Regions from separate parts of the Gossypium arboreum genome. Here region 2 is linked to region 1. Evidence: chromatin contacts called from public Hi-C data. All regions are on one chromosome and are shown on one strand. Each heading gives the region's core, a stretch centred on a gene start, on an enhancer-like site or on the middle of the called end of the contact. The rest is flanking DNA. Distances are from core to core; before and after follow the strand shown.

Region 1 (2,924 bases), core at 150-2,649:
GGAAAATTAATGGGAAATGCATAACTTGTCTCAAACTCACTCAACCATTTATCTACATATTCTTTTTCTCTCCATTTTTCAACTTCAGCCTTGGCCAAACTCTCATTCCTGTCAACCAGCTCAACAATTTCCAAATCAACTAACCTAAAATCCTTTGAATGTGTTCTTAAAATAGAATCTCTGAAATCCTCAGGCAAGCCAAGTTCTCTCCTAATTAACCTCAAAGCATGGACATGAAGTGTCCCATTTTTTGACATCATGAGCAGTTTCTTTACCTTTTGCACCAATTCAGGTTCATATTCTTTGACAATTTTTTCTTCCTCGTCAATCAAATCTCGCATTCTCTGAGTTATCTTGCAGCATAAATTCCTCCTAAGGGGGTGTACAAATAACTCAAAGACATGTGGATATTTGTGAAGAAATTCACCCATGCCCACATTCAGACCGACAATGTTTCTCCATCGTGACATCAGTTGCACAGAGACAAAGGGACCACGCTTTCGCTGGGCCATAAGCTGGTGGATGTTAAGGATGGTTTTGAGTTTGTTAATGTGCATCATGAGCTTGTCTAGTTTTAAATCTTTAGTTCTGGATTCTAGGCGAGTCTGAGCTGAAACAATTGGTTTTTTCCATCTCCTTTGAGAAAATGAATTGAATGGTCCAAATAATATTCCATTGCACCTTACACTTTTCAAAAAGATCATGCTTTCAAGACCTAGAGAACTTCTCAACTAGTCTCACAAGCTTCCTTCACCAAAAAGCTTTTTTGTAACTAAACAATGCCTACCTAATGTGCATGATAAAATGTTAATAAAGTAATAAAAAAAAAAAAACTTGGAAAACCAATTGATACCTTTCTGAAGCTAAAACAATTTCTAAAATTTAACACGATGTACATGATAAATTGTAAATAAAAAGTAAATTTAAACAAACCAAAACCAAAAAACATGAAAAATCTCACATACTTGCTAACCAGTTATATAAAATTGACATCAGCAGCAACCCATAGTTAGGAAAGCATGTAAATTCTTAATCTAAATCGAAAATCCGAATTCCAGGCCAGTTAATGAATAAAGCACATATGAACTACCCAAATTAAAATGTAATAGAAGATAAATTTCCCTAAGACTCACGGTAGCTGGCGAGTGAGTTGGCTGCTGGGTAAAGTGGCAGGCGTCGGTTGCTCGGTTACAGCCCCTGAGGAAAGGGTGGCCACAGTGGATATTTAGGGTTTGGGGAAATCAAATATCTGTAGAGCAGAACGGAGAGGCGTCTCGGCAGTCCAGGAAGTCCGGTTTTTTTTTTTTTTTGTTGGGTCATGGGTGGGTGATTCCGGTATGGTTCATTTTACGGTTAATGCTTAATTTAGTCCTTCAACTATACCAATTTTCTCACTTTAGATCTTAAAGTTTTTTTAATCTAGATTAGGACCTAATGTTATCTTCTGAAAAGCAGTTCAGTCCTTTAATGTAAAAAAGAAAAAATTGATTGAGCCTCCTACCATTTATTTTCCATCATTAGAAAATTTAAGAATATAAATGACTAAACCGCATTGCAAAAGATAACTTTAGTTGTTTAACTGAACCAAAAAATAAAAAATTTTAGGGGTGCTCGAGTCGGTTTAATTTCGGTTGGACCTAAACACAATATTAATATATTTTATGCTTATCTAAGCCTAGTCTGACCTAAAATTTAAGTTTAAATTTTTGCTAAAACCTACTAATATTTGTAAAAATTAACTCAAACCCATTTTAGTCACATTCATATTATTTTTAATTTTTAAAAATATTTATATTATATTATTTTAATATTTAATAACTTGATACATTTTTATTTATTGAAAATTTGTATATAGTTATCTTAACATTATTTTAATGTTTACATTAAAGTAATATTATATATTTAGTATAAATTTATTTTTAATGTATTCTAAATTATATAATATATAAAAATAACATAATATAAAATATTATAAACTTAAAACCGGTCAGGCTTGGACTTGAAATTTAAGGCCCAAGCTTGACTCATATTTTAAACGCGCTTAATTTTTTTGTTCAAATCTATTTTTCAAGCTTAATATTTTTAGTCAAATCTTCTTAAATTTTAAGCGAACCTTCGGGCCTGAATAGATAACCTAGCCTATGAACAAGTCTACTTCAACTTTATAAAAAAAAAATTACTTTAGCCCTCTATTTAATTTTTTACCTCTTTTAGCTCTTAAATTTACATTTTTTGTTAAATAACCTTAAAATAAAGAGTTAAATAATTATTTTTATAAAATTGAAGGGGGAAAAATGTTATTATGGGTAACTGAAAAAGGGTTTCTTTTCGGACATTCTTTATGATATTTTTTCAAAACATTAAATAAGCGAAATTAAATCTTAATTTACGGGCTTTCATATATATTTTCTAAAAATATGCGTCACCTTTTGCTAATGTCAAATAATTTTCCAGTTGGGCAAGGTTTTATTCATGAAACATTCATGCTATATCGCAAGTGTATATATATATAACGAGAACATGCGATAAATCTTAAATTATAGAACGAAGAAACTCGACCAAATCTATCGTAAATATCATATGAAGTTGAGTAAGTGATGGATTCGATTACACATTTCATTAAATGTAAACTGAACAACTTATTAAAATCAATGGCCATACCGCCATCGTTGACATATACATATATACAAGCTACACAAATTCGTGACTTTCTCCCCAAACTCCATTATCCGTATCCCTTCACGAGTATAAACAAAGGCAAAACTTCTAATTTCTCTTTTGGAAGTAATAGTAAAACCAATCAAGAATCTACGAGTTATTTAGATTTACAGCAGAATAATAATAATAATAATATGATATGAAGGGCGAAAGTCTCATCTTCCCTCCCCAATGATACTATGGAGCATAGGTTTTGTAAGGTTTAC
Region 2 (2,743 bases), core at 184-2,683, 370 kb before region 1:
CAAGCTCAAGAACTGAGGTACATTCTTCTGCTGCCTAAGGTTGAATTAACAACATAAGTTTACAGATAACAGTTTCTGTGCATTAAAGTAAAATGGAAAACCCAATACGCATGCATTCCATGAATAGTGAAAGCGCTTTAAGATGCCAAACATATAAAGAAACAGGTAGAAGAAAACAGAATTTGTTTATCAGTTTTTCAACATGATCTTCCGCAAGATATGACCCTAGCAAAAGTAGTAGAATGCACCATTAAAACAAACACTGATTCTTATTAGAATCTAGAGTAAAAGCAAAAGTATCAAAACAAGAACTTCTGCCACAAATTAAAAACCTGGATTTTTTTAATTAATATTATCTTCAACAATTATTTCTATTGAAATAGTCTAATAAAACAAAGAACCTTGTTATCTACTCACGGTTCCCGCTCGTCCCGTTCCCTCTCTATTCTTGAGATCACTAAAATATCACAACCTTACTAAAATTATGGTGAAAGAAAATTTCACCTTCTAAATAAGCTTTTCTAAAAAATGAAAAGAACATCCAATTAAGAGTACTGAAAATAGGACACACATAACATCCCAGCTAAATTATATGAAAAGAAGAAGAAAAAGAAAAAAAAGAAAAAAAAAGAGAGCCAAAATTACTTTACATTTTCATTTTAATCCATTAAAAACAGATAAATAAACCCGCCCCCCAACAAAGCAGCTTTCGTCCATGAAATTATTATATTAAACCCATGAAAATGTCGAAATAAAACAGTAAAATAAAAAAAAAATTCGATATTCCCGAAGTCCGGAAAGTCCAATCTGAAACACGATAATTACTAAAAACTACTGAAAAGTAAAACCCAATAGGTAAAATCAAAGGCAAACCAATGTAATGATAAAAGGAAAAAGAATAAAAAAGAGAAAAGAGAAACCTTTTTGAAATGATGTAATTTCAAGTAACAAGCGGCTCTGTTACTGTGCAAAGCGATCTTCTGAGGCTTCGGTTTGGCAACAGCCAGCGCCTCGGTGTAGTAACACAGAGCTTCGTTGTACCTCCCTTCTCTATACATCTGGTGGGCCCTTTCGATCTTGTTAAACGACGCTGTGGCCATGCTCAACCTCCCCGCTCCTGCCACTCAGTTCCTCCGATCTGGTCAAGCTGTTACGGATTTGGGATGGAACAGAAAACAAATCAAACAAAATGATAAGAAAGAGAGAGAAAGAGAAAGGGTGAGGACGCGTTCCCAGAAATGATAATTGAGGATTAGATTAGTAAGGGTTAAGGCAGGGGATTTTATGTGTGTTTATTTTGATTTTGGGTTTTAATTATGAAGTGGGCTCAACTCAAGCTCAGTTTCGAAGGGGTTTTGAAATTTTAGTGGGAAAAGGTTAGCGTGGTAAACAGGGGTGGGTGAGAATGGGGTATGTTGGGAATGGGGCGTAGCCACAATAGATATTGTTCAATTTATTATTGTTTTATTGGTTTTATTACGGATACATAATTTTAAAAATTATTGTCTATTATTGCTTATATATTCTCGCGTTTCATTTCAATTTAATTTTTACATTTTTAATTTTTTAAATTAAATAAATATTTAAACATAAGTTTTTAATAAATATTTAAACATAAATATAAATGATTTTTTCTATATTTCGATATTACATTTTATCATTTTAATAGTTTATATATATAAGGATAAAATGATAATTTTGTATAGTAAAGTAGGTAGGGGTAGGGCAAACAATTACCATAACCGTTCTATACCTACTATCCAAAAGAAAAAATTCACTCCATTCAAAGCGGTTAGAATTCTATTGAGCAGTTTGGATTTTGCCATCCCTAGTTGCATTACTAATCTATTTAGGCTTAGTTTGTTTCATAAAAAGTAACTTGTCGAAAAAATTTTTAAATTATTTTTGTATTTATTTCATAAAAACTTGACTAACGAAAATAATTTACAAATCAATGGAAAATAAGCCTATAAAATAACTTGCTCATTTTTAAGAAGATAAGTCATTTTTGAAGAAAAAAAGAGTAATTTTATTTTTATATAAAAATTAATTTTGAATCAAACCTAATATTTTTATACTAATAATATTTTTTTATTTTTTAAAATATTTAAAATATTAAAATATCAATATGAAATATTATAATTTTTAATATTATTAAACATACATATTTAATTATTTATATTTAATAATATAATAAATTATTAATATTGTTAATATAATTTATTATTTTAATAAATTGCATAATATTAAAATTTTATTTTAAAAATAATACTTTTAAATTTAAAATAATATTCTTTGAAAAATATTTATATTAATATTTTAATAATAAATATATATATTACAATTATAAATATATTAATGATAAATTTTTATAGAATAAAAGTTAAAATATGCCATAAGAACATGTACTCTTCAAATTTTTGAAATTTATTCCTCTATTTTTATTTTCAAGAATTTAAGGTATGTAACGAATTCGATAGTCGGGGGTGTCGAAAAGTGAGATTCAGAACTCCCTTCCCGTGAAACAAACTAGTAAATATTTTTATTAAATATTTACGAGGTTAGTTAGTAGCGAATTAGATTCTGGTTAAGTAAATTTCATGAAATTAGGAGCCTTTAAGTACAAGAACTAAATCATGTAAGGGTTAAAAGTTGAATTATAAACTAAAGGGGCTAAGTAGCAATTATGCCACTTAATTAATGATTTTGTATAGGTGGCTGGTTATGGTTAAGTGTAATGCAT

The links. A called contact is a pair of places that touch in the nucleus more often than the background predicts.
Region 2: a Hi-C map of leaf shows a contact between it and region 1, with 2.8 times the contacts expected there. The contact joins the promoter of LOC108470552 here to the promoter of LOC108470822 in region 1. A contact is called at or near these places in 2 of 5 Hi-C or Micro-C datasets (both in leaf).

What each region holds. Positions count from the first base shown.
Region 1 is chr1:106,259,868-106,262,791 of ASM2569848v2, reverse strand. LOC108470822 (protein ROOT PRIMORDIUM DEFECTIVE 1) reads right to left here and starts at 1,399. Exons shown (of 3, transcript XM_053029955.1): 1 at 1,134-1,399; 2 at 1-787. The coding sequence starts at 704. It overlaps LOC108472551 (probable LRR receptor-like serine/threonine-protein kinase At1g56140), which reads right to left. Exons shown (of 24, transcript XM_053022676.1): 24 at 2,555-2,924. The coding sequence ends at 2,874.
Region 2 is chr1:106,633,282-106,636,024 of ASM2569848v2, reverse strand. It overlaps LOC108470552, which reads right to left and starts at 1,433. Exons shown (of 3, transcript XM_017771902.2): 1 at 921-1,433; 2 at 1-34. The coding sequence starts at 1,100.